Linked DNA regions of Mus musculus: all the other regions are linked to region 4. A link is a contact called in public promoter capture Hi-C data. All regions are on one chromosome and are shown on one strand. The core of a region is the stretch at or near the end of the contact, and the rest is flanking DNA. Distances in the headings are between cores, read along the strand shown.

Region 1 (4,043 bases), core at 853-3,352, 920 kb after region 4:
AGCATGAAATCCTTCCTAGTACTGGAAACCTAGCTAAGTTCCAGGGGCTAGTGTGGCCGCGGATCTGAAGAATCTACTACCGCCACTTTGCTAGACCAGAGTAATTCCCTCCTACATTCTAAATCTTATAATTTTTTTTAAAGTTTGAAACGAAGTTTTATGTTTCCTAGTCAAGCTTTAGACTCACTGTGTAATGGAGACTTGTTAAGAACTTCTAGTACCCTTGCCTCCACGACCCAGATTAGGGACCACACCATTACACCTGTTTTCTGTGTTGCTGGTGGGTGTTGAATCCAGGGCTTGGCACATGTTAAGCAAGCGCTGTGCCAACCAAGCAGCATCCCTAGCCCTCCATGTTCTTTATTCATTCCAGCCTTAGTATTCTTTGTATTCCTCCGAAGCGACTGTTATTTAAGTGATCCAGTAAGTGTTTTGTCAATAAACGAGTTTAGCATCAGAATTCCAGTGGCAGAACTATTCATCTCATTCTGTTCTTTTACTCTGTAGAAGTGGTTTGCTTTTGTTTCAGTTGTGCTGTTTGTATATCTACTCAAAAGTGTAGCAAAATGGAGGCAACTGTTATTAAATGTGGGATATACTCTGTGATGCTTTACATAGGGCATGAGAAGAATATGACTTGTCTGTTGTGCATGTTGTACTTAGAATGGGCTCATATGTAACTGTCAATTAGCATATATATATATGTATGTATGCATACATACATATATATGAAAATTATGTGAGATGAAAATATACAAATATGTTTACTGTGGAGTCATGTTCATAGCCAGTATGTAGTAGTAAACATGAGAATACTTTTTTTTTTGGTTGCTGTTGTTTTTGTTTCTATTGTGATATTGTCCCTTTCTTCAGACTATAAAGACATCTTGTTAATTTTTATCCTAGAGAAGATCTCAGTGCATCACATGTAAGCCTGGTAATTCACATATTGGAATGTTATTGCAAAAAAATTAAAGAAAGCTGGATCAGAAGTATGACAGAAATAAAACTCAGTTCCGTTTGACGTTGCTTGTAATTATTTAAATAGAATAGTATACAATTATATGTCAACCAATTACTATAATTTCTAAACTGCATACCTAGGAAACCACCTATTAGTTTCAGCTTTTAAATGAAACTAAAGAGAATTAAAGCAAATACTTTTGGTGGGGAGTGGGAGGGTAAGCCCTTTGGGGTGGCAGTGGGAAGGTAGCATATCAAATATCCTGCATATTAGACATTTATATTATAATTTTTATATGGGTAGTAGAAGCTCCTGGTGAAGAATTGTATCAAAGGGTGGCAGCATTAGAAAGGTTAAAAAATACTGACTCAAACACAAGTAAATTGTGCTCAGAATGGTCTAGCTTTGCCTTTGAATTTGGTATTTCTTCCTTTCTTCCTGTAACTTACTTTGTGTCTGCTTGCTTCTCCTCCTCCCCTGCAAATGGGTATAAATGTGACACAGGACATTTGATTTAATTGAATACTATTCAAATACTTTGTCCCCCACTATTCTAATTTCCTAACACTAGATGAGGGACGGCTGAAGAAATTCTGCAAACGTGAACTCATTTCCTCAAATTTTGTAATTGCCTTCCAGGGAGATATTAAAGGTGTGAAAAATTAATCTAAAAAGATAAATGGGTGGAAAATATACTGAGCAACGAGGAATTAGATTTTAAAGGATGCTCACACATGGTTTCTAATAGAGTATTATCTTTGTTATTCTTTTACGTAAAGTTTTTTTTTTTTTAAACAGTGTCTGACCTATGATAACCAATGTACTGGGTGCTAATATAAAACATGTGGAATTATTATCCCTGTATTTTTTTTTAAACAAAGGAGATATAAAAGCAACATTTACGAAGAATAAAAACCTCTATTTTCTCTATTCAGTAAGCACATATGGTAGAGCTTTAATGATTTTTGCTACCATGAGATGTGAAAATTACCTTCCTTTCATTGATTTACTTTTACAAAGTAAACATTCTTACAGTGGTAATAATTTCTTCTTAAATGGGAACTCTCTTAGTTGATTCAACTGTCAGTTAGACACAGGCCAGACTTCTTTGAGGGAATACCTCTGGGGTGTTCTCTTGATCAGACTTGGCCTGGGATCATGCTCCATAGGGGAGGGTGTGGGTGTTCCTGGTTTGTATAAGAGATCTCCCTGCCCAGGAATGGCAGGGGAGGGACAATAAGCAGGGTTCTCCTGTGATTTCTGCTTCAAGCAACTGCTTTGACTCTTTCCTTCTTTCCCTCATGGAAGGATTGTGACCTGGACATATAATAAACCCCTTCCTCCCTAGGTTATTTGTGGACAGAGAGTTTAATCATAGCAGTAGAGAAAGCACACTAGAATAATCCCTAAAGACTGGGATATTGCCTGAAAATTAATTTTCATAAGCTCTATCCAGTTTTACTGAGGCATACTTGGCTAATAAAATCTTATTGCATACAACACAATGTTTTGATAAGAATATTCATTTTGAAATGATTAGCACGATCAGGATAAAAACCAACCTATCTTCTCAATGTGTCCTCTTTTGTTTGTGTAATGGGCATGCCAGTGCCTGGCAAATACAGAAGTGGATGCTCACAGTCATAAGATGGAACACAGGGCCATCCTTTTGTCCCAGCTCCAAATTTTGTCTCTGTAACTCCTTTCATGGGTGTTTTGTTCCCAATTCTAAGAAGGGGCAAAGTGTCCAAACTTTGGTCTTCGTTCTTCTTGAGTTTCATGGATCTAGCAAATTGAATCTTATATCTTGGGTATCCTAAGTTTCTGGGCTAATATCCACTTATCAGTGAGTACATGTTGTGTGAGTTCCTTTGTGAAGCAAACACAGAAGTGGATGCTCACAGTCAGCTATTGGATGGATCACAGGGCCCCCAATGGAGGAGCTAGAGAAAGTACCCAAGGAGCTAAAGAGAACTGCAACCCTATAGGTGGATCAACAATATGAACTAACCAGTACCCCGGAGCTCTTGTCTCTAGCTACATATGTATCAAAAGATGGCCTAGTTGGCCATCACTGGAAAGAGAGGCCCATTGGACTTGCAAACTTTATATGCCCCAGTACAGGGGAATGCCAGGGCCAAAAAGTGGGAGTGGGTGGGTAGGGGAGTGGGGGTGGGTGGGTATGGGGGACTTTTGGGATAGCATTGGAAATGTAAATGAGAAAGATACCTAATAAAAAATTAAAAAAAAAAGATGGAACACAAGGCCACCAATGGAGAAGCTAGAGAAAGCACCCAAGGAGCTGAAGGGGTCTGCAATCCTATAGGTGGAACAACAATATGAATTAATCAGTACCCCGAGAGCTCGTATCTCTAGCTGCATATGTAGCAGAAGATGGCCTAGTCGGCTATCACTGGGAAGAGAGGCCCCTTGGTATTGCAAACCCCAGTACGGGGAAATGCCAGGTCCAAGAAGCTGGAATGGGTGGGTAGGGGAGCAGGGAGGAGGGAGGGTATAGGGAACTTTCGGGATAGCATTTGAAATGTATATAAAGAAAATATCTAATAAAAAATAAATTAATTAAAAAAAATCTCTTCGCAGATATGGAGTATGTGACTCAGTGTGATGAACTTAGGTCAGCAAAATCTACCATGGATCTGCCCAGTTTCCATCCCAAAGTAAAGGAAGCTGTATCCCAAGCAGCCTCTTTCTGTTTCCCTGGGGCTCCCCACAAAGGCTTTTCTGTACTCTTCTTCTGCCTTGCTTACATTCTATGCATAAGAGAGGACTTGGAGGAGTTGGATTTTCAAGCAGGGTTTCTCTCTGTGGCCTTGGCTGTCCTGCAACTCCCTCTATAGACCAGGTTTGCTTAAACTCAGAGATGAGCCTGATTCTGCCTCCCTAATGTGAATAGGAAAGTCTTGTGCAGACACCAAAACAACTTGGCTTTTGTGCTTTGTTCTCCATTCATTACACTGAGCATATTACCTTCAGGGGTCCCCTGTGGCAATGCAAGTGAAATTTCTCTCTTTGTAAGGCTGAAAGAATATTCTACTAACTAATAGATAGTACATTATGT
Region 2 (4,083 bases), core at 738-3,237, 580 kb after region 4:
TGTAGACTGATGTCTGGGCATAAAAATCTGCATCTGAATATACATGGAACAAGACTAACCCACATCAATGGAATGTTCCCCAGTGTCTAAAACTCACTCTCTAGCTCGAGTCAAGGGAATACTATAGATGTCTTAGGCATCCATTTCTCAAAACTGTTGTCTGCTCTCTCAATCCTCACATCGTAAGGCCCAGCACTTCCAGAGCTCTAGTTTATATAGCTACCATATTACCTTCAACTGCTCTTTAACCAATATTAGTTTAATTATAATTTCACTGTTCTTTGCTTTTCTGATTTGTATCTCTCATGTCTGCCTTAATCTTCGTTATAAAGTCATTTACGCCTTGCCTGGCACAGAATGGAATGGTCAATATTCATTTGCAAATGATAAAATAAAGGACTCACTAAAACCTCACTGAATGATGTGAAAAGTGTTTCTTGAAACAAATTTTCTCTCATTGGCTCGCATAGAATTATGTCACAGGGACCTTCACAATACAAACAGTCACAGCTAAAATCTCACTCCAAATAACAATGATGAAAAATTTTCTATTGGACATATAAATTACAGGGCTCATTATACCTTTATTTTTCTGCTCTTCCTGGCAATAGACTGCAAAGCCCTCTGAAGGCAGGGGCTGCATCTATGTTTCTCTCTGGTGTATTGCTAGTTCTTAGAGTTTCGTGGTAAAATTTGAGATTTTTCTTACAGGCTTTGAAATCACCACTTTCAGAAACATTAGAAGCCTGCACATGCTGTCAGACTTGATACTAGAGGTGTCTGTCGTTGTTGCACAGTGCTATATCAACATGGGTCAAAACTGTGTATGGGCAGAGCTTCTTGAGGCCATCACAGTTTTCCATGCAAGAAATTAGGATGGCTCAGGTCAGAGTGGATGGGGGTGGAGACCCAAACACAGGACAGATTGACGGTGTCTGTGGTGGGATAACCCATGCAGGTGGGCAGCAAGTTCTGAGGGATAAAAAGGGCGTCTGAATGGACTGTTACTGTCCTTAGCAACATGAATTCTATGGACATAGCTTCTGATGATTGCTGATTTTATATATGTGTGTTCAGGAAAGAGGTTATCAAGGCAATATTACTAAAACATCTTTTTATAGAGACACCAGAACATTTAAGTGGAATTAGCAGCCATGTTTCAAGTAGGATTTTTTTTTTCCAAATAAATTTTAGTAACAGCTTACAGAGACATAGTTGACAAGCTGAAAAAAAAACCTGTACACATTTTGATGAGTTTTGACATGTGCCTATTTTCATGATACCATCCCCACCCCCAGAAAGTTCTGTGTGTTTGCCTTTTGTAAACTAGCAATGCTCAATGAAGTATCTCCTTTTTGAAGAGTACAGAAACATTATTAAATACAGCTGTGTGTTACACAACACGTTTCTACAAGGTACCATCTTACATAGCAGAAATGTTACTTCCATGTATTAGTAAATAGATATTTCTCTTTACCTCAAATCCTAGCAAATACCTCTGTCTGCTTAGAGGCCATTTTTACATCATCCAATTTCAGTGCATAATCAAAACATTAATTGGATTTGGCATATACCTAGGTATAAAGATACTTAATTTATGTATCTTTATTAGTATCTGTATCAAAGATAAAGATACTTTGTTTTCTGTGTGCAAGAAATGAGTTATCCAGTACATTTTGGAATAAACCACTTGGATTCTCTCCTTCCTTTTCCCTGGGTAGATGAAGAGACGAAGTTGGGGTCAGATACTGAAAAGGATCTATGACTTCTACAGTTAGATGGTTGGCTTATCTAGAGTGAGAAAATATGAGGCCAAGGAAATCTCTGACATCCAAAGACAAACAGTACTTCATCAACAAAGTGCAGCTGGGAACAGAAGAAAGAGAAAGGCAAAACTGTGAAAATGCTCAGTATGGGACTAGGCAGCTTGGTGGGTAGCCCTATTTAGGAGAACAAAAAGAACAAACTAAGGAAGAATGCAAGCTGAGTTCCCTCTGGAGGAGGAGGGGACGAGAGACCTACAGTGCATGGAGCTGCACTCCATGACAGGTGGTAAGCAAGATGTTTGCATTCACTTCAAGTTTAGTCCTTGTTATATTCCTGTGCTAGGTTTCATTTCTATTTTGATAGCAGACCCAGGCTGCCTCCATCACTTGCTTATGTTCACACATTACTGAGTGGCAGAGGCTGGACCGGTTCCCAGGCTTGTCAAATTCTAAAGTGTCTTTTTTTTTTTTTTTTTTAAACATTATCCTGCTGTTGCCAACTAAGATTCCCTGGGAGACAGACAGGTAACACAAATGAGCAAAACTGGGTGGAGGATCAGGCAGTGGGGGTGAAGGATCCTGTGAAGAGTGGAAAGTACTTGCTTCCGTTACAAAGGGCAGCTGCATTTAGCACCGGAGGAAGATGCTGGCATGCGGAGGGGCGTGGGCTCAGTGTTGTCAGATCTTCAGACTTCAGAAGACAAACTGAGAATTCGTGTTTTCACGTGAAAACTCTTAATTTGTACATGCCGCTAATTAATTCAGTATTTCAGAAAGATTCCAAGAGTGATCAGGCAAAAGTCCTCTCAAGGCTGAGCCCAGCTGGCGACTGCAGTTCAGCTAGCGACACGTTTCACACACTGCTGGAGGGAATCGCTGGGTAGTTAGTACACTAAGCCCTTGTGACATCATGGCTAGAGGCACTGTAAATGCAGAGACATTCAGACAGTCGTAGTCATGCCAAAACAGGTAATGGGAATGGGTGAATAAGGAAAACAAAGCCCTCTGCACCTGTGGGTGGAGGGATGCTGGCAGGAGCCAGGATGGAAGTAAACAGCTTGCATATTCAATGGTCCCTGCTTAATGGAATTTTTTTGCTTCCTGTGGCTTCAGGTACCCACAGTTGACTCTGGTTTGTGAATACTAAATTGGCCACTCGAGTGGCTTTTCTACAGCATGTTGTTGTAACGGTACTCTCGAGTTATTAGTTAGCATTGTTAGTACATTTCTGTGCCTCAGCTCTAAACTGCGTGTTTTCATAGCATTGAAGTAGGAAATACAATGGTGCATACAAATTCCAGTACTCTGCTGTCTTAGGCATCTAATCAGGGTCTTGCCTTCTATCTTCTACATGAGGAGGACGACTCTCAAAATGTCTGGGAAGGCAGTCAGCTACAATTAAAAACAGCAGTTGCTTAAAATGATCCATGCAAGGAGAACTTATACAACAGCAATCTGCAAACACTAGAAATTAGATTTTTTTTTCAAGTTTTACGTCTGGTTTGCCAGCACAGGCCTATTTATAACTTATGAAAACAATTGAGTGTTTGCTAAATAAGGCATTTAAAATGTACTTACACTATAATTTTGTTAGCCTCTAATAAGCCATATGTCTCTCAAGTATCTACTTAATAAATATTCATGGATTAGTGCATGTTAGCTCATCTTGTCATTTCCATGTGGACAATGTGGCAAGGATGAGATTCTGATGGAAGTTATAGAGGGAAAAACAGAAAAACCCATATGTGAAGCATGGAATTTCTGAGTCTAATACCTGCTCATCCTATAATCTCTGTGGACACTAGGCACAAATGCAGTTCTGAGAACATATCTGTAGGATGCTGTGATGTTTCCGCTGTAGCATTCCGGATAGCCCGTATGTGTGTGTCTAGTGCAGTTTTTGTTTACTCAGTAGACAGACAGATGTTTGATGGTGATAAGCTGTCTTACTCTATGCTTGCTCCCGAGGGCTGGTGTAAGAGCTGAGCTCATTGGTAGACGTGAAGTGGAGATTGGATACTTGTATTGCTTGTCTCTAATCATAAAAGCAATTTATTTGTTTTATATTGAAAAGAGATACCATCTGTGGTATTATTTCCTTCATTGAATTTAAGATTGATTTTTATGCTGTTCAGTTACAAGCACCATAAACTCTCCTGTGACCTTGTGCTCTTGTCTCATGAAAACCTACTTGGCTACACTCTAGGTATTATTGACAATACATAATGCATTGCTAAGTCATTGAAAATATGCCACTAGGCTTTGCTCCAAAGACTTGTGTGGATTTTATTGCTCTACAGATGACCTTTTCTTGTTC
Region 3 (3,832 bases), core at 315-2,814, 990 kb after region 4:
GCTAACAGAGGATAAAAACTCAGGTCATAATAGAGTCAAGAAGACCGGTGACCATGTTTATAGGACGTAATGGTTTCTCCAGAGCTTGACCTTTGATGGAGAACCAAGAAAGGGAGGGCTGATACAGCAGTCTGCCTTTACTAAGGCTTAACATGTACCTTACAGTGAGGACAAACCAGATTCATCCCTGTTTATGATTAAATCTGTCTGTAGAGGATTGGGCTAAGTCCCACCTGTAACCTTAGTTACAAGTGGTTCAGTACTGCCTATTCTAGGAAATGATGTAGAGGAATTTCAATCCAGCTACATGACTGCTCTGGCAAGGGATCACGTTCAAAGATATGATCCATCTGGAATGCAGGCATGCCATACACCTTTAATTCCTCAGTCGGGAACAAAGACAGACCCTTAGTACACACTTTTAATCCCAAACAATGGTGTTGAATTGAGAGGCAGACAAAGTGACAAATCAGAGAACGATCCGACAGAGTGAGTCCGAGATGGGATATGCCCAACTCTTATGAGAACAGACAGGAAATGGTCCTTAAATGGCAGTGAGGGAGAGAGAGTTCAGTTTAGTTCCATTCAGTTCGGAGCAGGTCAGTTGAGGGTAGTTGTGCTCAGTTGAGGGTAGTTGTGCTCAGTTGAGGGTAGTTGTGCTCAGTTGAGGGTAGTTGTGCTCAGTTGAGGGTAGTTGTGCTCAGTTCGGTTTGGAGAAGAGGAGTACGGTTCAGAGCAGTGCGGTTCATAGAGTTTCAGAGGCAGCTTTTTCCAAGCAGAGAAGCCGAGAGGAGCCAATTTGACAGAGATGATTTGGGTCAGTAGACTTTTTCCTCTCATGGCATCTTCGGTATGTGCTACTTCACGAGTATCATCTCACAGTAATAAATATGTCAAAGAGACATTTGGTTTTGATAAAAGATAGGGGCATTTTCTACTCTCTGACAAAACCTGGAATTTCACTAACTTTACATAGGCCTAATTGTAATTTAGGTCACAGTTAACCATTTTTTTCAGTCATCTTTAACTAAGACTTAAATGATTCTACCAGAATTTTATGACGCCTCTGAAGTGTCTTTCTTTGTTTTCCAGAAATCATTAACACTGATTGTATCATAGGTGTTTTTGTATTTTATCAGGAATTCAATCAAAAAGGTTTTACTTAAAAGAAATAGTCTCTCCCTAGGAGTTTAATTTTAAATGACTAGCCAAATGCTATAATGTAAATAAGTCCTTATTCAAATTTTTCTAATGCATTTATTTCTTATTTTGATTATACATGTCTATTTTTGAATACAGAATCCTAGGAAACAACCTTGCTACTTCAGGAGTTCCTTTTTCACACAGGAAATCAAATGGACAAATTCATACACAGCATTCACTGGACTACAGTATGAGGCTTAAGATTAAAAGCAAGAGCCCTGGGTTTATCACTGGCAATTAGAAGGCATTGTGAGTCGAGGGCACTTGGTTAATGTGTATTTGTTCTCAGGAAATTACAGTGCAGAGGGAACTCTGCTACCTCTGACTTGCCAATCTGTGGGGCTTTGTGTGGCCAGCCTCTCGCCCACACTCAAATTCCTTCTCTTGTTTGTCTACACGCACTTCCTGCCTCCTCCAGTTTGACTATCAAGTGTCCTTTGCTTTTGTTCAGAAGCTTTTCAAACGAAGTCCCCATGGCTTCTGATAAAATTATGTTTTTATTTTTTAAGGGTTGCCTGGGTATGTGCTAATATAAATAGTTTCTTTTTCTTGATCACACATTAGTGTTCCTCTCATTGTACCCACATTATGATATCCCCTGTATCAGACTTCATCACAAGATAATACCATAAATAGACTTGAGAAGACAGCGACATATTCAGAAATTATATTTTTGAATGTTGATTCTTTTGCTCTTCCACTAAATTTGTCCTGATTTATACTCTTTTGTTTTGTTCCAAATCAACCTGTAATTTACATAACCCATACATTCTTTTTCTCATTTATCTTGCCATTTTAAATTACCAGGTTTATAAAGGTTTTTTTTATGGTAACAACGTGTTTGCTTTACAAATATTCACTTTTGCCAAGTCCCAGCCCTTCTGAAGACAATGTTCTGTGAAACATAGAGTGTGCATTTGGAAAGTGGTGTGTAGGAGGTATTAGCACAAATCCTGTTACACATGAGCAGAAACTTTTCACCCAACTCCCTCGCAGTTCTTTGAAGATGTAGCCTTTGTATAAAAATATCTACTTGGGAGTTAACAAGCCAGAACAAATGTTTCTGCCTTCTCAAGCGTTGTCTTGTGTTTTGTAACTGAAATCAACTTTTCATACTGTTCACCCTGAATATCTGTGCTGGCGTTATTGTTTATGTTTTATATTTGCTACAAAATTAAAATTGGACTTTTTAAAGTAGAAGGAAATGCCTGCTACATTAAAAATGTTTTTCAGCGTTTCTTTTAATCTATACTTTATTTTGTGACATTATTTTAATAAATGTAAACATAAAGAAAACATTTCCAGCATATTTACATCTATTTTACACAGAGCATTTCCTGTCTGTTCCTCAAAATTCCTAAGCAATTAAAAATAATCTTAATGTGTGTATTTGTGGTCATTTATCTTTGGATGTATGCCTTTGTATAGGTGTGTGTGTGTGTGTGTGTGTGTGTGTGTGTGTGCATATGTGTGTGTGTGCATGTGTGTGTGTGTAGGCCTGAATTTTACACAGTGTGTGCTTCGCAGTCTCACTTTATTTATTGATGCAGTCTCTCATCACACTCAGAGCTTCCTGGTCTCAGTTAGTCTAGCTAGCCATCTGCTCCAGGGATTTCTTGACTCTGCATCATGAGTGCTATGATCGTGGACACCTGTCATATCTCTGTCCTTTTGAGCAATTAAAAGATCAAGCAATGACTTGAATATCTTTAATTCTTGGGTGCTTTGAGGTCCTCAGGGGAACATATTTGGAATTATTTTTTTCAGAAATATTTATAGTTCCAGCAATAAGAGATTAAATATGAAAAATCACTTGAAGACAAAACAGCCCTCCTGCTTACATCTATCCTGTAAGATTAGATCTCTATAATATATATAATTTTATAATAACATCTCTATAATATATATTATATTATACAGTGTGAGGCTTATGAGTATAGCAGACAAGTAATGATAAAGCTATGGAAATCAGTCCAATGTTGTAAATCAAAATTAAATTTTCCAGAAGTATAAAGTTAAGCTATATGGTTTTTAGAAACACATTAAAAGAGCAAGTAAACTATGTGAAATATTCATGTTATAGATCATCAGAGTGGGTGCCATGTCTAGTAATAAATATCCTTATATGAAAAATAAATGGAAAAGTGATATGAAGATTAAACAGATCATTCACACATCAGTAACACACTAAAACACAAGGACAGACACTCCATCTTTGAAGAGGGAAGGGTTGACTTTCATAAGAGCCTTCATAGTGACTAGAAGAGTGCTGACACTTTGAGTTCAGACTTTTGGCCTGAAGAAGAATGTACAGCATCCAGTCAACTCTTCTAGGAACACAGGAAAAATCAGGAAAACCAATTCAGAAATCTAAGAACAACTGGAATTTCAGCTTATGTCATCCTTATTGGATCCTGGGAGCCCCTAGAATCCCTGAAGTCTGGGGCTGTCTTGTGAACAACATCAGGGAGATAGAAACTGAAAAGACTACTACCTGTAGATAGACATGGTCTACAGTTGAGGGATGGGGCCACCCATCCATCTCAAAAATTTTAACCCAGAATTGTTCCTGTCTAAAGGAAATGCAGGGACAAAAAATGGAACAGAGATTGAAGGCTACCCAGAGACT
Region 4 (3,885 bases), core at 33-2,532:
TAATCATACGAGACACTGGTCTTTTGAAAGAGGTCATTTGAAGATATGTTGTGCACAATGATTGCCATGCCCCGGAGTCTCACAAACCTACCAGATACAATCGATTAAAATTCAAAACCCTATATTATTTTGTTTTGGATTTTTATTTGAAATTGCTTCAGTTACTCCCAATTGAAAAAGTAAATTATTGCCTTTTTTAAAGAGTAGACTAAGTACAATGATCAAGTTAGAAAAGAATAAATAAAAAATTCAAAATGAATAGAAAACTGTTTAATCATGACCTTGATACATATTTTCTATTTAAAAGCACACAAATGCCTAAGGCACACCTCCCACTAAATGACAATGTTCACAAACTCTAAACAGCAAAGTTACAGGTGTGCCTAGCTTAGTTGTGTCTGACGTAACAAATCTTTTTAATAAAATTTGCAGGAATGCTTTGTTAAAATAGCCCTCCCAAATCAACTACATAAAACCCTTTAGATAGAAAATAAGGCTAAATTATGTTACCATAAAATCACCAGCTAAAACATATTCCTTAGTTCTTAGTAACTATGGTAATAAGTGGTAGTTTATAGATGGTGGAAAGAATTATGCTAATCTTTCAATGACTCAGGGCTGGGGAAACACAACTACTTAGACCTGGGGAGAATTTAGCTAGTTTGAAAAATTAACCTAGTGGAACGAGAGAGGAGTCAGTTACAGACAAGATCCCTGAGTAAGCGTTCCAGAGTCGACATTTTCTCTCATTGTGTCTAAGTCTTACTCATTTTTCGTACTATCCTAACCACTAGCTTAAATGTTTTCTCATTCATAAGCACGATCAAAATGAGCTGAGTCTAAGAAGTCCTTTCTTGGAAGATCTTATGTACACCGCTTAAACCAGGACCCAATTTGGCCAAACCTTAAGGACATGACCTTCTAGGATCTGTCTCTGAAATCTCTGTAAAGTTAGGATATTCCTTTAGCAATGAATATGCTATCATGGGATTGTGTTAAAACCCCCTTAACTTTGACTCTGTCAGAATTTGTTAGTTGTAGAAATTCAAAATCCTCTTAAATCGGATAGTGTAAGAAAATTCTTGTTTATTTTTTTGGAAGAAAAATTATGAGTCTCCGTGACAGCCGGCAAAGCGTTCTAATCCAGATTTACCGCTAGAGGGAGACATAGTCCAGCATTTGCAACGTTTGCTGTCTTATACTTTTTTTTTTTTTTTTTTCTTTCTGCAGGAAGGTGGTTTGCTCTCAGCATCTGCAGCCACTGCTGACAGAATTGGGAGGGAGACAGAGGGAGTCAAAGCCTCCCGGTCCAGCCGTCCCATTTTACTGCTTAACTCAGCCTGGAGTGTCAGAACCCATCTTTGCCTGCCTTCTCTGTGCTTTGTACAGTGGGGCCAGTCGCTCCCAACGGCCAGCCCGCTGAGTGGAACAGGGGTCTAGGGTGGACTAGCAGGGCTCTGCCCGTTGGGGTGACTTTCGAACATTATCTTTAGTGTATTTTAACAGTACAGAGCTTGTGGTGGGACTCAGAGAGGGAGAAGCTTTGATTGCTTTTTAAAATTATTTTATTTTATTTTATTTTTTGGCTTTTTTTTTTTTTTTCTTCTGGTGATCTGGATTTGTTTCCTCGGGCCCCTCCCCTTGTTCCGTTCTTTCTCACTCCCGCCTTTGGCGAAGTGACACAGGCGACACCTGCTCGCTTGTGTCTGCTGCTGGAACTCGCACCTCCAAGGTGGTGAAGGTGCCGGCGCGCTCGTGACTTGGGGGGACAGCAGAGGGGTTCCCTCCCTTGGAGCACACGATGCGGAGAGTGGCGGCGGGTGGGATGCGAGGAGCTCTACCGGCTGCACTTGGAGGCGCGATCGAGGGGCTGCAGCTGGCCGGGAGTTGCTGCTAAGTGGACGCGACTCGACGGCGCCCAGGTGTCCGAGAGGGCACCCGCGGGACCCGAGTGCGAGCTGCGGGAACGCAGGCGTCTCCCGGGGAGGACGCCGGCCGAGCGCACAGCCCGCGAGCCTGCTCAGAACCGCTCCACACCGGGAGCCTGCAGACCTGGGAGAGCCGGGGAACTCGAGGAGTGTGCTCGGCGGCGGAGGCTGCTCTGCTGAAGGTGAATCACCGCGTCCAATTGCCTTTCCCTAGAGAACCCGGGGGAGGGCGGGAGAGGGGGAACGTGTGAGCGCGCGCGTTTGTGTGCAAGGGAGAGCCGACGCGGGGCGAGAGGAAAAGTCCTCGCTCGCCGCTCAAAGCAAACAAACCGGAGATGGAATAAGAGCGGCGGTGGCTGGAGCCCGCCTGGATCCTCGCAGTCGCGGGAGCCGAGCGCACCACCGCGCGCAGCGCATCGCCGGGGACAGCGGGCGACCGCGGGCGCCGCCGGGGGCTGCGGAGACTTTGGCTCTCCCCCTCGGTCGACGACCCTTCCGATTACTTTGACACTGTGGGATAAAGAGCAGAGCCCGGGGACCGACCTCGCGCGCTGCACCTTCCTTTTGCTTCGGGGAAGGGGGACCCCAGCTTGTAGGTGAAGACGCTGCCGAGCCCCCCTTTAGCCTTCGGAGGAGGCAGCACTCACACTCGCTCGCCCTCTGCGAACACACACCGGCGGACTTGAGGTCCCTATGCCCCTGGATGGTGCCAGCGGACCGGCATCTCGGAAGCGATGCAGGAGCGGTGAGGCTGGCGTCGGCCCGCGGAAGCTACCGGACCATCGCTAGGTGCTGCCGCCCCCGGGACGCCCGGCTGCAGGTAGGTGCGAGCCGCGCCTTCGGGGGCCTTCGGGCTTTGGGGACCACAGTGGCCGCGCGAGGTCTGCGCGCCTCCACAGCCCTCACCAGTACTGTCTCTTCCCTTGACTATCAACTGGGCCCGGGGGCAGAAACCGGCTCGTCCCAGGAGGCCAAGATGAGGGTAGCTGTGGTCCCGCAGTCGGCATCCTCCTGCCCCCTCCCCTCCCGGCAGACGGCGAGGATAGGGGCGGGGAAGAGGGACGCCCGGAGGGGGACAGAGCCATGGCAGGAGGCTTGGGGAGCAGGGTCCATCTTATTTCAGAAGGCGAGAGACCCAGGCGAGGACCGAAATGGGGTTCAAATGGATCCCTCACCAGTCCTGGCTGGTGGGCATCTGACACTTTTCATAAGCAGTTGGGGGGGGGGGTCGCAGTCAAGGGAGAAATCAGTGAGGGGTGATGGTCCACGGGAAGCTCTCGCATCTGGAATGTCTACTTTCTGTCCACTTCTGACTAGTTAATTCCCAGGCCTGTCTGCAGAGGGTGGGCGTTTCCAGGAGAATATTGACTCGTCCACCTCTAACTATTTCCACAAAGAATCACATTCATAAGTTCCGGGGCCTCACCCGCTTAAAGGTTTATTTAGCTCTGGGAACAGTCTCGGTATTACCGAAGGAAACTGCTTTCTGTAAAGGGTACTTCAAGGGAGCTTTCCTAAAGTATCGTTTAATAAACAGCGTTGGCGGGGGGTGTGGGGGAGAGCACAGTTCGGGGTGTGGGGGTGGGGGCCACGACTAATGGCTTGTCATTTCTTTCCGGGTAGATGACTTCCACATCTTGCCAGTAGCACAGATCTTTTTCTGCCCACCTGCTTTGCTGTCCATTCCTCCTTCTAAGAGGCTAGGTGTCTCCCAGGAGGTGTTTTCTTCAGGGGAGGGATGACTCTTGGCTCTTAGTCAGCAATGCCACATTTACAGAAGGCGCTTCTGCAAAGGCAAAGTTTGAGGTCTGTCGCTCTGTTTCTCTGGAGCTGCGGGCTGAGCCATCCGGCCTCCTCTGGAGGCCACTCCATAGGCTCTCTAAGAGCCCTAGGGAGACCAAGCTTTTCCTCTTGCTCCACATTCCACTGCGTGGCCAGTGTTAAACAATTGCCTGAA
Region 5 (3,737 bases), core at 191-2,690, 890 kb after region 4:
ATTTAAACCTCTCGTGTTTCCTAAGTCTGGTGTGGATTTCTAGAACTCCAGAGTCAATGATTATTAAGTTATTAAATCAAGGTTCAATTTCCTAATAAAATTTTTGGATATTGCCAAAAGGAATTATTATTTAGGATTACCTAAGGCAGGTAGTCTGTGGAAAGACAGACAGCAAGAGAAGTGACTGATCAATGTTACATTGGTCAAGCAGCATGCATATCAGAATAGATCATAAACAGTGATTAAGATGGTGTGCAAATTCTTAGGACCTGGAGTGTGTCCTTTGCATAACCTGTCCTTTTCAACTTTGGTGTGAGAAGTAATGGGATATCATTTGTGTAGTTTTGTGAGTTTACATAGGAAAACTGAAGGATAAAAACGGAGAGTGATTAACTAGTTTCTTACTGAAACTGGAAAGTAACCAAGGTTTGTGGTAAAGTCTCTCACTTGCCTTCTCTGAGCTTGGAACATCTGTCTCATCTTGAGTCATGAGGGATGCTCCCAGGTACAAGAGAACTTGTGTGGAACCAGAAGAAAGAGAGATAAAATACCTACCAGGTGTTTCTGATGCTAGAATATTTAAGGGAACAGACAAACATTCCTAGGTAATATAGAAAGTAAATGGCAGAGCCAGGAGTCAGTCTAGGTCTGTCCTACTTGGGAGATCTACACTCAGTCACTACATTTTTCTCAGCTGAATCTCAAGTGCTATGGTCCTCACTTCTATGCCTATGATGCTTAAAATTCACAGCACACATTTAATGTATTCCTTTATATCAAAGATTGGTACTATAGAAATTATCTTTCTCATATAATTTCATATATGAGTACTCTAGTTGTATTATTTCTGCTCCCCATTCCATAACCTCTTCTCTAACTGTTAAGTAGTCCCACTGAATTCATTTAGTGTTGCTCATGGGTATATATGTTTTGGGCAGACCCATTTGACTTAGGATACGAGCTTATCACTTTCTCAGAAGCTGTTAATTTCCTGTAGCTTTCCATCTAGAAGTAGGGCCTTATGAGTTTTGCCCCATCCATATTGACATGTTAATTGGTGTCATTTTATAGGTCCTGTGCAGACAACTGTATTGCTGAGATCTCAAGAGTGTTACTTTGCTGTCAACTGGAAGACATACTCTCACTGCAGGCATTCTGGGCCCCTGGTTATTAAAATCTTTCCAAGTGCTCTTCTGCAATGTTCTATGAATTTTACATGTAGAGGTGATATTGTGTATATATATATATATATATATATCGATTTGGGTTGTGCACCCCATGGTCAATTGTTTTCTGCATTTTAACCCCCTTCCTATTCTCCCAGACCCTTCACCTCACAACTCTTGAGCCTATCTTCCTCCTGTTTACCTCAGAGAAGGGGAGACCTCCCTTGGCATATCAAGTTACAGTATCTTCCTCCTGTTTACCTCAGAGAAGGGGAGACCTGCCTTGGCATATCAAGTTACAGTAGGACTAGGTGCACTTCTTTTACTGAGGCTAGGCAAGGCAGTTCAGTTAGGAAAAGGGGATCCAAAGGCAAACAACAGAGTCAGAGACAGCTGCTCCTTCATGATAAAAGTCTTCGAGAGAGATCGGGATACAAGGTGGCATACCTAAAGTCAACGAAGGCAATATACAGCAAGCCAATAGCCAACATCAGAGTAAATGGAGAGAATATTAAAGCAATTCCCCTAAAACCAGGGAAAATACAATGCTGCTCACTCTCTCCATATCTATCCAATATAGTACTTAATATTCTAGCTAGATTGATAAAATAACTAAAGGAAATTAAGGGGATACAAAGTGGAAAGGAAGAAGTCAAGGTACTGGTATTCACAGATGATGTGATGAAATACATAAATGACCCCCAAAATTTCAACCAGGGAATTCCTACAGCTGATAGAGACCTTTAGCCAAGTACCTGCATACAACAGAACTAAAAATAAAAATGAGTGGCCTTTCTTTATACAAATAATAAACAGGCTAAGGAAAAAACTAGGAAACCAACACCATTCACAATAGCCACAAATAATATAACATATCTTGGTGCAACTCTAACCAAGCAAGTAAAAGACCTGTATGACAAGAACTTCAAGTCTTTGAAGAAAAAAATGACAAGATATCAGAGGATGGAAAGATATCCTATGCTTGTTGATTAACATAGTTAAATGGCCATTTTACCAAAAGCAATATAAGATTGAATGCACTCTAATAGAGTGGAAGTAAGAAATATCCTTCAACACATTAGCACAGGAGATAATTTCCTGAACAGAACACCAAAGTTCAGTCACCAAGATAAAAAATTAATAAATGGGGTCTCATGAAACTGAAAAGCTTCTATAAGGACACCATCAGTAGGACAAAATGACAGCCTATAGCATGGGAAAAGATATTCACCAACATCACCCTATATCTGACAGGGATGATATTCAAAATATATAAAGAACTCAAGAAATTAGACTCCAACAAATCAAATAGCCCAATTAAAAATGAGGTACCTAGCTAAACAATATTATCAATAGAAGAGTCTGTAATGGCTGAGAAGCACTTAGAGAAATGTTCGGTGTCCTTAGTAATCAGGGAAATGCAAATTAAAACAACTGAGATTCTAGCTTATACCTGTCAGAATGGCTAAGATAGAAATCTCAGGAGCCAGCTCATGCTGACAAGGATGTGGGCAAGGGGGACACTCCTTCATTGCTGGTGGGAGTGCAAACTTGGGTAACCACTTTGGAAATGAATTTGGTGGTGGTTTCTCAGAAAATCGGGAATTGTTCTACATCAAGATCCAGCTCTATCACTTCTGAGCATATACCCAAATGATGTTCCATCATACCACAAGGATACCTGTCTTAAGAACTGAATAGTTTCTTTTGTTTGTTTGTTTGTTTTGTATCATTGCTTGATAAAGAGAAAAATTTGAGTCAATGAGGTATCCTTTGTTTCCTAAATTATCTATGTGTCTTTGTAAGGATTCCTCTTTTAGTGGCACCAGAAAAAATAAATGCAACCTTTGTTAGTGATTGGAAGACCTGAGAACAGTGTAGAATCTATCCAAGATGTTCTTTGATTTTATATCTCTTTTATGAGAAAATTAATTTCATCCTGAGGATGGGTTCAGTAGATATTTTTTATGATAGACTATCTGGATGACTCTGGCAAAGCCTGGGTGAATCATTTCAAAGGCAATTTGTCTTCTGCTTTTTTACTTAGTAGGTGTATAAGTGAAAATATGAATTTTTACCTGCAAAGTATCCTTTGCATCCTTAGGTACTCAAAACTGGGTATGATGCTATTTACTTCTCTAGCATTGTTATGAAGCAGGTATAGCCTGATAGTTTATATAGCTTATGCTAAATGAGAACTAAAGTAATCATATCCTTATAATCAATCCAATTAATTTTTAGAAGGTGGCCCTTGACTTTTTCTAGTTGTTTAGTGTCTACTTGCACTAACTCATACTATCTAATTGTAAGGCTCACTTCATAGCAGTGAAATCTAAGGAAACAGGTTTATGAGATTAAATGCAAATACCTTCAATGCACAAACTTGATCAATAAGAGGCAAAGCATGGTTGTGAAGATGATATTTTATAATTTAGCCTAATTAATATTCAGTCCTTTATATTTTAAATTAATTTAAATTTTTTCAGTAAACATTTACTGGCTATGTATTATGTATTAGACTGTATTATGCTATTAAAGCACACAAATGCAAATGCCCTAGAAGAATTAACA

What was found. Promoter capture Hi-C pulls out the DNA fragments that hold promoters and counts their contacts.
Region 1: a contact with region 4 is called in a promoter capture Hi-C map of second pharyngeal arch cranial neural crest, with 4 times the contacts expected there. The contact joins the enhancer-like site here to the promoter of Tafa2 in region 4. A contact is called at or near these places in 6 of 39 promoter capture datasets (cranial neural crest, embryonic stem cells, hippocampal neurons and 2 more), 3 of 115 datasets of contacts at active chromatin or transcription factors (craniofacial prominence, embryonic hindbrain and embryonic midbrain) and 1 of 9 other capture datasets (embryonic stem cells).
Region 2: a contact with region 4 is called in a promoter capture Hi-C map of hippocampal neurons, with 3 times the contacts expected there. The contact joins the enhancer-like site here to the promoter of Tafa2 in region 4. A contact is called at or near these places in 4 of 39 promoter capture datasets (the C10 cell line, hippocampal neurons, liver and 1 more), 1 of 484 Hi-C or Micro-C datasets (cerebral cortex) and 1 of 115 datasets of contacts at active chromatin or transcription factors (embryonic forebrain).
Region 3: a contact with region 4 is called in a promoter capture Hi-C map of hippocampal neurons, with 5 times the contacts expected there. The contact joins the enhancer-like site here to the promoter of Tafa2 in region 4. A contact is called at or near these places in 9 of 39 promoter capture datasets (the C10 cell line, cranial neural crest, embryonic stem cells and 6 more), 1 of 115 datasets of contacts at active chromatin or transcription factors (neural tube) and 1 of 9 other capture datasets (embryonic stem cells).
Region 5: a contact with region 4 is called in a promoter capture Hi-C map of stem cell-derived epiblast-like cells, with 5 times the contacts expected there. The contact joins the enhancer-like site here to the promoter of Tafa2 in region 4. A contact is called at or near these places in 7 of 39 promoter capture datasets (cranial neural crest, embryonic stem cells, hippocampal neurons and 3 more) and 4 of 115 datasets of contacts at active chromatin or transcription factors (craniofacial prominence, embryonic forebrain, neural tube and 1 more).

Annotation. Positions count from the first base shown.
Region 1 is chr10:124,181,894-124,185,936 of GRCm38.p6, forward strand. No RefSeq gene overlaps it. Among named protein-coding and RNA genes, the nearest start is that of Gm40794, 650 kb to the left of the region's middle. Within about 2 kb of position 2,103, at least 1 of the 459 cell types and tissues checked has an H3K27ac peak or open chromatin away from gene starts, as enhancers often do. A contact at or near this core is called in second pharyngeal arch cranial neural crest, where this site is marked.
Region 2 is chr10:123,838,019-123,842,101 of GRCm38.p6, forward strand. No RefSeq gene overlaps it. Among named protein-coding and RNA genes, the nearest start is that of Gm40794, 300 kb to the left of the region's middle. Within about 2 kb of position 1,988, at least 21 of the 459 cell types and tissues checked have an H3K27ac peak or open chromatin away from gene starts, as enhancers often do. A contact at or near this core is called in hippocampal neurons, where this site is marked.
Region 3 is chr10:124,248,012-124,251,843 of GRCm38.p6, forward strand. No RefSeq gene overlaps it. Among named protein-coding and RNA genes, the nearest start is that of Gm40794, 710 kb to the left of the region's middle. Within about 2 kb of position 1,565, at least 23 of the 459 cell types and tissues checked have an H3K27ac peak or open chromatin away from gene starts, as enhancers often do. A contact at or near this core is called in hippocampal neurons, where this site is marked.
Region 4 is chr10:123,262,794-123,266,678 of GRCm38.p6, forward strand. It overlaps Tafa2 (TAFA chemokine like family member 2), which reads left to right and starts at 1,283. Exons shown (of 5, transcript NM_001252387.1): 1 at 1,283-2,748.
Region 5 is chr10:124,148,036-124,151,772 of GRCm38.p6, forward strand. No RefSeq gene overlaps it. Among named protein-coding and RNA genes, the nearest start is that of Gm40794, 610 kb to the left of the region's middle. Within about 2 kb of position 1,441, at least 3 of the 459 cell types and tissues checked have an H3K27ac peak or open chromatin away from gene starts, as enhancers often do. A contact at or near this core is called in stem cell-derived epiblast-like cells, where this site is marked.